3 separate regions of the Rattus norvegicus genome follow, and regions 1 and 3 are each linked to region 2. The links are chromatin contacts, called in public HiChIP or PLAC-seq maps. All regions are on one chromosome and are shown on one strand. Each heading gives the region's core, a stretch centred on a gene start, on an enhancer-like site or on the middle of the called end of the contact. The rest is flanking DNA. Distances are from core to core; before and after follow the strand shown.

What was found. HiChIP or PLAC-seq counts read pairs in DNA pulled down with a chosen protein or histone mark.
Region 1: a contact with region 2 is called in an H3K27ac HiChIP or PLAC-seq map of oligodendrocytes, with 6 times the contacts expected there. The contact joins the promoter of Dynlt1 here to the promoter of Tulp4 in region 2. A contact is called at or near these places in 4 of 12 Hi-C or Micro-C datasets (the A7r5 cell line, Schwann cells, hepatocytes and 1 more) and 1 of 1 datasets of contacts at active chromatin or transcription factors (oligodendrocytes).
Region 3: an H3K27ac HiChIP or PLAC-seq map of oligodendrocytes shows a contact between it and region 2, with 5 times the contacts expected there. The contact joins the promoter of Tmem181 here to the promoter of Tulp4 in region 2. A contact is called at or near these places in 1 of 12 Hi-C or Micro-C datasets (hepatocytes) and 1 of 1 datasets of contacts at active chromatin or transcription factors (oligodendrocytes).

Annotation. Positions count from the first base shown.
Region 1 is chr1:49,296,558-49,300,841 of GRCr8, forward strand. Dynlt1 (dynein light chain Tctex-type 1) reads right to left here and starts at 2,360. Exons shown (of 5, transcript NM_031318.1): 1 at 2,320-2,360; 2 at 104-145. The coding sequence starts at 2,346.
Region 2 is chr1:49,086,155-49,090,148 of GRCr8, forward strand. It overlaps Tulp4 (TUB like protein 4), which reads left to right and starts at 1,732. Exons shown (of 15, transcript NM_001109137.2): 1 at 1,732-1,860. It overlaps LOC102551377 (a long non-coding RNA gene), which reads right to left and starts at 1,463. Exons shown (of 4, transcript XR_010059016.1): 1 at 1,324-1,463.
Region 3 is chr1:49,245,514-49,250,187 of GRCr8, forward strand. It overlaps Tmem181 (transmembrane protein 181), which reads left to right and starts at 2,091. Exons shown (of 17, transcript NM_001130939.1): 1 at 2,091-2,196. The coding sequence starts at 2,189. LOC134482652 (a long non-coding RNA gene) reads right to left here and starts at 2,030. Exons shown (of 3, transcript XR_010059021.1): 1 at 1,863-2,030; 2 at 1-1,740.

The DNA of each region.
Region 1 (4,284 bases), core at 1,110-3,609, 210 kb after region 2:
TCAAATTGCTGTGGTCATGGTGTTAAATCACAGAAATAGTAACCCTAACTCAGACACATAGTTATCAGTCGAACACTTGGAAAACAAGCATGTGTCCTCTTACCTCCTTTACAATGTTGCTCACTTCATCCACAACAAATGCAGTCTGTTAAGGAAGAAAATGTAGGTAAGTTTGGTTTAAAAGAGCTTTCTGCACAGCATCAATAAGCACACAGTGAGACGGTGACTTATGACATAGACCTTAGGCTGTCGACTGTGCAGACGAACCTCAGAGCCCAGCTGTCTCAGTGTCAACACTGCAAGCCGAGCCTCAAAACTAGAATCCTCTCTCCTTCCCCTGCTGCTGGCGGTCAGCACCATTAGCCAGTACAGGGGCCATATTATGCCCACACTGCTTCCGTGCAAAGCGGCTGAAGAAATGTAAATTATCCATCACGAAGATGGGACATTCTCTTCCATGAGGTAAACCGATTTAGGATGTTTAACACGTAAAAGGCTGGTGTGTGCCCCTCCTTCTCTTAACCCCGATGAACTACTTCAGGATCAGCTGACTGGCGGGCTGCCTGAAGTAGTTTTAAGTCTCCTTTTAACATAACACTGGATCTGAATAGGTGTAAGGGTTTCCTGAAAACATTAGCCAGGCACGAGCCTGCCAGTGTGCTTCTTACATGAGTACAAATGAACTATTCCAAGTTCTGGGATATCCTTAGCACTGGGCATGCCCTGGATAGCACAGCTCACCTTAACCATGTGTTACAGACTTCCCTGACTGCTGACCACAGTGGTCCCTGCCCTGTTCTAGTATCGAGTAACACCCCTTTCTCTTCAGAAGTGACCACCCAAAGCCTTCTCCCTTTCTAGACGCCCCCCCCCCCCCAAGAAGTTGGTTGGAAACAGAGCTGAAATCACTGAAATACTGAAAATGTCATCTTCCAAGGTAAGTCAACTGAACGGCTCTTCCTAAGTGAATATGGTGAGCTTCCCATAACTTCCCATACCGCTAAAGTAAGAAAATAACAAAAGATAAATTGTATTGAAGCAAGTGGGCACTGCCAACTGCTACAAGAAAGGGAAAGGAGCTGAGGAGAACCTGGGGAGTTAGGGGCAGGTAGAAAAGGCTCAGCTGAGAGGGCTGCTGGGTAAACAATGGAGATTATCCGTCCTCCTGCAGCTGACACTCTTGTGTAAAACACAGATCACTGTCTGGACACTTCACAGATGCCAGGGTCAGCCGGTTCACAGGTACAAGCTGGAATTAGAATGCAGTTTTCGGGGCTTCCTCTTCACATGGCCATTTCCTTCCTATAACTGGCTGTGACTACCATAAAAGCCAGTTTTCAGCCATACATGAGATCACTGCCTGGCCAAACATCCCCTTTGCTAGCTGCTTCTGAATCACGGCTTGAGAGTCTTTACTTGCTTTCCACCAATGTTCAAACACAGAATGATCCTGACTTCCATAAAATGTGTTAGGGAAATAGACCAAAACTGAAAGTTTCTGATAAATGCAACGTCTTACTCTTCCCTCAGAAATATCCCTAGTTGACACTTTAGATATGTCAAAAGAGGAAGTGTTAGGGTTCTCTTATTATTATTATGATTGACAAATTGTGTGGGATTATATTGAGTTTCAACAAAGATTATTCAGAAAGAAAATGAGCAACTATTCTAAAACAGGCGTCCTTTCAGCTGTTTCTCAAATACTTGTCAGCACAAAGGAAAAGACATTTTGACAACACATCACCAAGGCGAGTGGCTGGCTAGGGCACTAAGAGGCCTTGCAGTCTTCCCCGACAAGAATGAGCGATCCGTTACTATCTCAAACTGAAATGAAATGTACCCAGTGGCTGTGGCCTGGGTGGGAGGGAGCGCCACACTGAAGGACAAGGTGCGGCACCCAGACAAAGGCAGGTTCTGTTCGCACGTCGGTACTTGGCAGACGGACAGTCTGGACAGCAGACCCCCACTGCGGTCACCCGGAGCTAGCCCTGCGTGCCCGTGTCATCCTACATGCCACAACAAGATGCCTCATTTCCCAACCACGGCCCAAGGCTGAGGTCTGCAGCAGTGCGGAAGGGGTGGAATGATGTCATTCTCCCGGCGTGAACCCCACCGAGACCACGAGCCCCGCGCCGTCTCTGTGGACCGCGGGCACCGCCCACGCGGGAAAGAAGCGGAGTGGCCGCTGGGAACCGCCACCCAGGCTCATCAGCCTCGGGCCAGGTGGCGATGAGCAGAAGCTGCGTCTTCCCAGGCGGGGCCGCGCCACATCCGGATCTCGGCCGCCACCCTCCCTCCCACGGCCCATCTGGAGGTTACCTCCTCGGAGGCCTGGAAGTCTTCCATCTTCCCTCTAGCGCGTCTCCTTCGCCCGCCGAGTAGAGTGGACTGCGCAGGCGCGCTCAGGCCACGCCCACTCCGCCCCCGCGCCAGGGACCCTGACCACTACCAATAACCACCCACGCGCCAAGCCCCGCCCCTCCACCAAAGGCTCCTCCTACCGTCTTCCACTCCTACTGGTGGCCCCGCCCACCCCTCTGCCCAGCCTTCTGCTCTTCTTTGGTCTCCAAGTAACAGGGCGTGACTCTGAGCCCTCTGGGATGTGGTTTTCAAAGCAAACTGTCAGAGCCGCCTAACCTCTCTCTAAACTGTAGCAACCCAAACCAAACAAAGGAACAAAAGCTGGTCTCGGAGGGGAAGAAGATCCTGGCCCTCCCTCCAGCTCAAACTGTAGAAATTGAAACTTTCAAACAAGTCCTGACTAGAAACAAATTGTAAAATGACTTCCTACAGTATGGCGCATTGGGTGCTTCTCCTTGGAGATAAAGATCAGGATAGTCCAGCTATCTGAACGAAAGCTTGCAGTTCTCATGTAAGAAGTACACTGGCAAGCTAGTGCCTGGAAAATGTTGTTTTCAGCAATCCACCCGATCCCATGGCCAAGCCGATATCACCACTCTTTTGGATTTGATCACTTTGAAGTCTGCTCTATTTATACCCGATCAGTTTCTACACCCAGTCACATCTGTCTCTGCCAACACTGACCAGCTGCTCATTGTCTCGGGAAGCCTCAGATGAGAGTCTCCAAGCTCCCTTAATCGTGCCCCTATTGCAGGAAGTTTCCTCCTTAGCTCAAAGATAAATGTTTACATGATATACTTGGACATATAGTCTTTTGTTGAATAGCAATGAAGTTTTAGCTTTTTAAAAATGAAGAGAGGGCCTAAAGAGATGAATCAGCAGCAGTTAAGAGCACACCCGCTCTTCCAGAGGAGCTTGGCTCGCAGCACACACATGAGCCCGCTCTCATCCTGTAATCCTCTCTCCAAGGGAGCTGACATCATCTTCTGGCCTCAGCAGACAGCGTACATTCACGCAGACACAAAAATAAAAATAAGATCTTTAAAAATAAACAATAAACCCAGCCTTCCCTTCGCTGTTTTACAAATAAATGAAATTCTTAAATGAATATAGATAACTCAGGTGTGGGTAACACACTTGTGTAATCCCAGCACTTAGTGGGGTAAGACAGGAGGATTAACAAGAGCTCAAGGCCAGCCTGGGCTATGAAGCAAGGAGAATGTAAAAACAAACAAACAAAAAGCAAAATTCTGGGGCTGGGGATTTAGCTCAGTGGTAGAGCGCTTACCTAGGAAGCGCAAGGCCCTGGGTTCGGTCCCCAGCTCCGAAAAAAAGAACCAAAAAAAAAAAAAAAAGCAAAATTCTGTATTCTCTTAATGTGTCCTGCTGTTTTGATCCAAATCATGTCACCTATCCCAAAATCCATTCACACTCCAGAATGTGACTTAATTTGGAGATGGGACATTTAACGAGGTTTCATTAAGGTGAAGTCCTGTGTGTAGGTCCTCAGCAGACATAATGTGTCCTTATTATAAAGAGTTTAGGACACAAACAGGTACCCATAGACTACCATGTAAAGACACCGGGAGGTGGCCCTCAGTAAGTCAGCGGTGTAGGCCTCCAGAAAAGAATGGGCCCCACTCAAACTGGGCTCCCAAGCTGTGAGAAAAGAAATTGCTATGCAAGCCATCCCTTCCGGATATTTGTTATGCAACCAGAGCAGACTGACACATCCACTTTCTAGGTACAGATTCTCATTTTCAAAGCAGTTTTTCTCAAATACTCCTAAACAGGTTGACCTAGCACTTCATGCCTATAATTCTACTACCCAATAAAGACAAGTTACTATTTACTGAGGATTTTATCTTAGGACTAGAGATTCCCCCATCGCAACCCCTGTGCACACAACAGACACACCACAAA
Region 2 (3,994 bases), core at 482-2,981:
CCAGAGAATGTAATGTTCAAAGAAATGTCACACATTCCTCACAGCTTAATAGGGGGATTGGTCAAACTTGAACTTAGACCCAAGGGAAAGCCAGTTAATACTGAACAAAGAGTGTTCATTGGGGCTGGAGAGGTGGCTCAGCGGTTAAGAGCACTGACTGCTGTTCCAGAGGTCCTGAGTTCAATTCCCAGCAACCACATGGTGGCTCACGACCATTTATAATGGGATCCAATGCCCTCTTCAGGTATGTCTGAAGACAGCTATGGTGGACTGGTATACATAAAATAAATAAATCTTTAAATAAATGTTTGTTTCTCCCACTAATATTAAAAAAGCATTTTAAACATAAGAAAATGAAAAATACTGGGCCAGTGGGATTTCAGCAGCCAGAAGAAGGGTCCTGTTGCCAAATCTTCCTTTTAAGGGCTCCCAGTTGCCCCAGATTTCTAAATAGGAGGCAACTCTCTTCATTCCATAATTAGAAAGGTTTCTAAAATACAAAATGCAGATTCACAGCTGACCTAACAGATTGAGTGAGACCCACCTTCTGAAAGTGTCACGAAAGAGAATAGATCTTTAAGGGATAAGGAGTCGGGTGAGGCATAGAAGGCAAAAGATAGTAAAATTAAAAATACAGTGTTGGTAGAAGAGTGATTACAATTGAAAGAACACCATGCTATTCAGGCAGGTGGCTCTCGGTGAGTTCCAGGCCAACCTGGTCTACACGGAGTTCCAAGCTACATAGTGAGACCTAGGCTCAAAACCAGAAACCAAAACATTTGTTAGCACTCGTAAAATCTCAAGCACAGAGTTGTAGAACCCGATGGACTCTTACTCAGACTTCTGATAGAATTAGCGGTGGGATAATTTTAAAACAGGAACTGGCTAGGCATGGTTTGAAATCCCAGCATTCATGAGGCAGGAGAATTGAGTTTGAGACCAGCCTACACTACATAGAGAAGACCCTGTCTGTAACAAATGAACACACACAAAACCGTAAAATGGTTTTAACGTTTGCCGATGCTCAGAAATAGGAAACAGTGCCTAACAGTTGGGAAGAGTGTCTACTGTTCTTAGCCTTGCCTCAAGGAAAGATGCGATCTTGTCTATTTTTAAATTTCAACCACGCATTCTCTACACCCAGCAACGCCTTCTTTGTAACAGTGGAAAACCGAGGGATGGCTGAAGTTTCCGTTCTTAGCACATCAATTTAACCGTGTGTGTTGGGGGGGGGGGGCGCTAAAGGCTGAGACTGTGCCTGTGTGACTTAAAATGACGCTATGGATTCGTTTCTCCCTGAAAGCAACTGGAGGGGGTACTGACGTGACAGCAGCAGCACCGCCGAAGACACTTGAATGACTGTTTCCAGGGGAGCCACGTTGCTCATAGTACGAGTCGCTGTGTGCTCTGCAGCGGCTCTGTCTGGGTAGGAGAAGGCGTGATGTCCACTTCCGGCCCCCGCTGACAAGATCGGGCGTGAGGACTCTGGAGGAGGTGAGTGGTCCAGGCTGGGCGCCCAGGCGGAGGCGGGCGACGCGGGAGGTGCTAGAGTCTGGGGAGTCGAGCGGCGCGTGGGAGGCTCGAGACCGCACCCCGCTCCCGGGCCCGCGCGCGCGCGCGCACCGGGCAGCGCCACCCGCCGCGGGTCCGACCGGGGAGGCGCCGGGTCACGTGGCGCGGTCACGTGCTCCCCTAGCCCGACTGGCGGTCGCGGCGGCGGCCGAGAGAGGCGGAGTCTCGGCCGAGACGCGGGGGGTGGGGGGGAGGTGGCGGCGGCGGCGGCGGCGGCGGCGGCGGCGCCGAGGGCTGCCGGAGGCGGAGGCGGAGAGGCACCGGGCCGCCGCCACGGCCGCTAAGGAGGTGAGGCTGGGATGGGCGGCCGCGAGGGCCCGGGCGGCGGGGGCCGGGCAGTGGGCACGGCAGGGGCGGCGGGCGCGGGGCTCCTCAGCGGACCCTTAGCTCGGGCGGCCGGCGCCTAGCTAGCTCGTTCGCCTTTTGTTCCGGCGTGCGAGGAACTGGGCCGACCGAGGAGCTCGGGCGTGCGTGTGTAAATCAGAAGGCGTTTGGCTCGGAGCCATGTTTTTTTTCCCCCCTTCTCCTTAATTGTGCAGACAGAAAAATCCCTTCCACCGGTTTTCCCGGGGAGACGGGCTGCGCCGGCCCGGCCTCCCCACAGTCCCTCGTTTGCTCTGTCGGCCTCCGGGTCCCGGGGCGGCTCTCTTTCCTTTTTCTCTTTCCTGCTCTTCCCACCTTCAGCCAAGCGGGGCCAGCCAGCGGGTGAGCGGGGTGTCTGCAAAGCAGCCCGGTCACCTGTCGTAGCAGCTGCATGGAAATCCCGGCGCTTTTGCTGTCTGGAGCCTGTGCGGTTTCCTCTGGCAAATCACGGAGATTCCGCTCCCAGAACCAACCCTTCCTCTTTTGCTCTGCACTCTCTTAACCCAGCTCCTGATGCTGATGTGAAGTTTCACCGTTTGGGGACAATTAGCAAGGAGGTGTCCACTTCTTTCTTTCAGAGGCACCGCTTGCTTGGGAAGGTGAGAGCCATCTAGCTTTGTGGCTTGAATTGGATGTGGAGGGGTTGACAGTCGTCAGTAAGATTCATGTCACTTAGGGACCTGTTCCTTCTACCTGCCAACCTTCCCATGTCACTCTACTCCCTCTGGGGATAATCGTTTTCCCTTGGGGAGGGAACTGTTTTCAGGGTTTCTTTACTTGGGGACTCTGTTTTTTTTAAAAAAAATTCTTTTATTTAGATGGGGTCTTTTAGTCCTGGCTGGCCTGGGACTCACTGTGTAGACTGGGCTGGCCTAGTACAGAGAAAGCCAGGCCCACCTCTTTATTTTACACTGGTAGAGCATCTTAAGGGTATTTCCTTACGTTTTTTGTAGCAGGTTTTAGGAGGGGCAGTTGTTCCTAAGGTTTAGAGGAATGTAAAAACCATCCTGAGATTCTCTTATTTTTAGCCTGTGGGTTCTTTTGTTTGTTTTGTTTTTGTTTTGTTTTAATATCTGGAGTCACCACTCCTTGGTGGGAGTTTAGTTCTTGCAGGAAACCCAGAGGGATTGTGCCATATTCCTGGAGAGTTCCAATTTGGGATTGATGTGAAATGCCTGGGCCCATGCACATAGCCGTGGCAAAAGACCCACAGGGAGACTCCTAGCCTTCAGGTGGGCAGCTGGGAGCTGTATAGTGACAGCCACGTTACAAAAGGGAGAGTCACATGTGTCCTTTCTTGTGATCTGCTGGAGAAATGATTGTATGAGCACATTACGAATAGCCAAGTCTCGTCTTTACTTTCTTAATCAAATAGCCATTTGTGTGATGACAGACTCACTAGACAATGAACATTTCTTGAAAACATCGAAGAGCTCTGTGGAAGCAACAGTGTTTTCAGCGATGGGGGAGGTGTTGCTTTCCTGACTTGGATATATGCTGTGCTGAGTTACAGGAAGTCACTTAAGGGAAAATATTTTTAATGCTTGTGGAGGGTTCAGGCATAGAGGGTGAGTGGAAAGCCAGCCTTACCACTTGTTCTGAGGACTAGCGGTCTATTTACTGCATGTATCCTAAGTAACTTAGAAACGATGAATGTGGATCATACTGGACTTTATGGTTTTCACAGGGAGACGTAAGAATTGAATTTGGTTATTCATAACTTTTTTTCCTCCACTAAAGCTTCAAATGGAATTTTAACCCTTAAAAGGATGGGTGATGGATGAAACCAGCTTATTTATTTTAGGATGAGTGTTTCCTTCTTTGCTTCCTTTCATACTCCTCTCTTTTTCTTTCTAGCTGTATTTTATGTGTTTGTGCCTGAGCCTATGTATGTTCTGTCTGAGGACAGAAAAGGGTGACACATGCTTGGAACCAAACCCAGGTCCCCCGCAAGAGCAGAGGTGCTCTTGATATGTTCACCCTCTTTATAGCCTCGTGAAGAGAGGGTTTTAAAAAATGTATTACTATTCTTGTGAAGAGAGTTTTAAATTGAGCCATC
Region 3 (4,674 bases), core at 841-3,340, 160 kb after region 2:
GGTCAGGGACAGGGTTAGGTCTCATGGCCACTGCAGGGACTGGAAGCTTCTGTGGGAAGTCAGCTTCTGCTTCCTCCCGCAGGGAACTGCAGAGCAGAACACTGTCCCTTCCCACTCCAGTGAGTTGTTAGCTTTGCCAGGGTCCCCAGCATGAAGTGTCACTCACCGCCACTCTCCGCAGAGACCGCAGCACCTAAGATTGTCCTGTAGAGTATTAACTTTAGCCCAAAAGAGGATTTCTTGGCAGGATACAGAGAATACTCACAGAACCGGAGCTCGGTGATGCAGCCGGTCCTAACTGGTCCTAGGAATAGCTGCAGTGGATCATGCATCCTAGCCCTGGAGGGAGGCTTACAAATCACCCATCCCTAAACTGCCCCTGAACTCTGCTCTTTACTGGGTTGAGGGTCCTTAAAGCTCCCCAGGCGCTGGCACTGAAGCACACTGTGTGACCCACTGTCCTGCACTAATTTGCTCTGCGGGCCCCTGTGTTTCACCACCCCCAATCTTGTCCCTTCACTGCTCAGATTGCCTGCTCGGCAGGAGGAACTCCACCTCAGGTAGATACTCACTGAGGTTACCATGGAGACAAGGTCACCACCTTCTGCTGGAGTCTAAAGAAAGCCCCAAAGGACTACGGGTCATTCCCAGATGCCTCATTTAGCATTTTCACAACAACCTCGGATTCCCATCTGACCCTGTCCAGACTCATGTGGTCCCTGTTTTGACTTTCCACCTTGGTCTTTATCTCACTCAGCCTCCCTTGTCCTGGTGAAAACTCACAGGGTTCCAGCCTCTGTCACCACATACTCTGGCCCTTGTACTGACTGACTGGGAAGCTCATTTGTCACTCATGGGCTGCCCAGTACCTGCAGGCACTGGCCCCAGGTTGTTTTCCTTGAGTACTCATCGGGTGTGTAGGCTAGACTTTAACCCTCGGGCAACAGGTGATAGGACGGAGCCAAGAGACTGCTTCTGGACTCTGTTTCTGACAGTTTCTCTGGCACTAGCCTGTACCCACACAATCAGCTATGTGAGGTGAAGCTTCCAGCCACCTCAGAACCTCCCAGTGTACTCCTCCATTTCTCTGCCTTTGTCCTCTCTCTAGCTTCCCTAGTCTTAATGAAATTGACATGAAGACTGCCATCCCTTGTTCTGTCCTTGAGGGAACCAAGATAAATGTTAAGACAGGTTCGCCTGGTTAACCAACAACAGTAAAAATCGGGGTCAGAATTGATCTGATGCCCTGCTTTGCCTGGCTCTGGGGGCAGGGTGGGGGTTGAGGGGGCGTCTCCAGGATGTGGGACTTTCAATATTTGTACTATGAAAGTCTTAGGCCATGCTCACCCTGGTCAGAAGATGCAAGTTCTCACTGGTCCGTGCCTTCTTGTCTCTGATCCCATATGAAAGCCTCAATTCTCTCAAGCGTTAGGAAGCGTGCAGGCCGCTGCCTCCCACCCCCGAACCATTTGGTTAATGCTCATGTACAATGCTAGCTGTCAAATCTTGGAAAGAGGAACAATGGCAACATAGGGAAGGTGATGGAATATTGGGGATAACGTCCGTTTCACTGTGGTAGATTGGGATTGATGCGTACAATTCCTGCACCACGGAAGGCCGCAAAGGTGAAGGGCATTCTCTTATTCAGGAGACAGGAGTCAGCCAGAGTCCTGTAGGCCGGAGCGTGAGAAGCTGCACTGGGCATGCTCCCTCTGCTTCTGGGTTGCTTGTATCAGAAACCTGCGGGCATTAGTTTTAACGGTTGCCAGAGACATGTGTCAACCGCATGGCACATGTTAACGGCCTTAACGCAGTAGTAAAGTTTCAAGAGATGCTAATCGTGCCTTGCCTACTTCCCTCACCTTCGGAGGGGAATAGGAAGCAGCCATGATGAGTGTCTGGGGACTTGGACACAAGGCCTCTGGGGTCCGTGCCCTTCGGTGATCCGTGGCCTCGCATGTGGGTTACCCCCGGACGCCTGCCCACGTGACAGGTGTCCGGCGCGAGCGCTGCGGGAGGCTGCCCCGCCCCGCTGGTCCGCGGCTTCCGCGCACGTGACCGCGCAGTCGCGCTCTGATGCGTTTTCCGCGGCCGGCTGCTCGGCCTCACGGGTGGCTCTGGCGGCGGCTGCGGGACGCCGGGCGAGCTCGGGACGCACCGGCGGGGGCCGGGGACCCGGGTCTCCGAGATGGAACCGTAAGTGGCGGGGCGTAGCTTGGGCATAGCGTCCCGGGGCCCCCTGGCTCATGCGCGCCGCGAAGCTCCGGGCGCGCGAGGGTTTCAGAGGGGAACTGCGGAGATGGCTGGTCCGAGATTGCTTCAAGTCCGGAGTCAGTAGGGACGCCTGGCCTCTCGTACCCGCTGGAGCTGGACCACCCCTCACCAGACGCGATCGGAGTCCCCAGCTGCCCCCCCGACGCGCTTCTTAGTGGCGTTTGGTGACGTGGGCACGCCGGAGCTGGCACAGCCTCGTTAGATCTCTCGGGTGCTGAGTTTTATACGAGTTTTACAATGTGCTGACTTGGGACACGAATGGTTTCTGTAAAGTGCCGAGGTTTTAACGAGGCAAACTCACACCCGAGGGACGCCATCCCTAAAGCTGCTGTTGACGCAGCTGTCGCCCGGGTGTGCACTGAGATAGCGGTGAGGGAGTCCCCGGAGTTGGGGCGGCCGGCTTAGAGGTTGGTAGGTGGCCTCAGGCGACGGGATGCAATTCCAAAGCTCATTCGGAGGGTTCTGGAGGCAGCAGGGTAACTTGGGAAGCGTTTCCTCAATGCAAGAGTCCACGGCGGAAAATCGTCTTTCCTCATACTTGCCTAGAAGTTTGACTGTGCTCACTTCAGCCGGTGATGGACCCGACTCAGGTGGATTAGAAGCCAGCTGGAGGTGAGGTAGCCTTAGGCCTCTGTGCACAACTACAGGGACTGGCACTTACAGTTGGTCCTCACCTCTTGGGAAAGGACTTAGGGCTCTGAGGCAAAATAGCAGCTGCATGCTTCAGGGTGTACTCATAGGCCTGGATCTCCTTGCCAGTCCAAAGTCTCCGTCCTTAGAGAGGATGTGAGAGAGTTGGGCTCTGACCAGATCTGCAACCCAGGAGTCTGGGTTACAAGATTATGAACTAAACCTGGGAAAGCCATTACTAGGGAAAGGTTACTGGGAGAGATTGCAGACTGCAGCTTTGTAAGGATTTGTCACCTACAGTGTGGCAGTCCTGGGTGATTGCTGTCTGGGAGGCAGGCCTTGGGCTCTGTTAGACAAGAGTTAGGTAAGTGTAGTAGTGTGTATCTCTTAGGATAATTTTCTTCTGAATCAAAATGATGTCTAAAAATGAAAGAAAACTTCCTAAATGTTAGCTGGGTTGGTAGAGATTGTTGTATCTCCTTTTTATTTTTATGTGTGAGAATATGCCATGTGTGTGCTGGTGCCGGAAAAGGCCAGAAGAGGGTGTGGGCTCACCAGAGCTGGAGTTACAGGTTATGAGCTTCGTGAGCAGGTGCTGGGAACCAAACTGGGGTCCTCTGGAAGAGTCATGAGCTCACTTAACAACTGAGCTGTCCCTATGGTCCCTAGCCATGTTCCTTTACACCTATAGTCTTCTGGGCTTCTCACTGATAACCTCCTATAAAGGGGTTTCTCTCCTCCTCCAAGCTACAAATGAGGAAAAGGAAACGGGTGCATAGGGGTCAGTGAGTGTCTGGATAACTCAAGTCTCACTGAGGTGGCAGCTACCATGGCCAGACTCCAGAGCCCACACACTAGACAGCAGTCTGCAGCCTGCTGCTGTGCGCTCAGTCAAGGACTGGGTAATAAGGCTTCATGGCTTCCGAATTCACCCCAATTTACCCTGGGTTCTGGGACCGTACAACCTGGCCCACTAATCACATGTAGGTGGACTGACCCATGTCCAACCTGCTCCCTCCTCCTGTTTGGCTTGGGAGGATGTTTGATGACCTAACCAGCATGCATCTGGGTGTGAGCCACTGGGCTTACGGCCCAGGAGGAACACACTTGATCTCCTGCTTCCTTACTGAGCCTAGGTCTCCCTCTGTTAAAATGTGGTACGGTTGTTAGGCCTTGAGTGGCCACGTAATGCCTCAGTTGGAGTCTGCCTAATGGTTTCTAGTCTGTTCAACTTAGCTGGTGGAATTCAACCTTCAGGTCCCCCCTGCCCCCTACAGAAGTTTCCTGTCAAATGTGGATCATTTAAAGGTGACTGTAGAGAACATGAGGGAGGATGGTGGGCCCCCTTCCCAAAGCTAGCCTTTCACATGATGGGTGTACACTGTAGGTTCACATCCTACCTCTATCTCCTGCTGACCTGAAGCCTGCCCTCCATTTCCTCTTATACTAAGTGGCCTGTTCATGCCTGGGCCCAGTGTTAGTTCCCCAGGAAGCTAGTCTGATGTCAAGTGGGTACACAGGAAATGCCAGCTTTTCCCTCTCAGTGGCTGGGGCTAAAGGCGCAGAGGCTTTTTGGATCTTCAGAGATACGATGCTGTCCTGTTCTGGTTTTTTTATTTTTTTCAAAAATTAGGAGAAAAGCTGGGCATGGTGGGGGTATATCTGAAGTTCTTGGTCGTATCTGTGGAGGCTAAGACAAGAGGTGCTCCTGAACACAGGTGTTTGAGACTAGCCTGGGCAACAGATTAAAATCCTGCTTGAAACATGAAA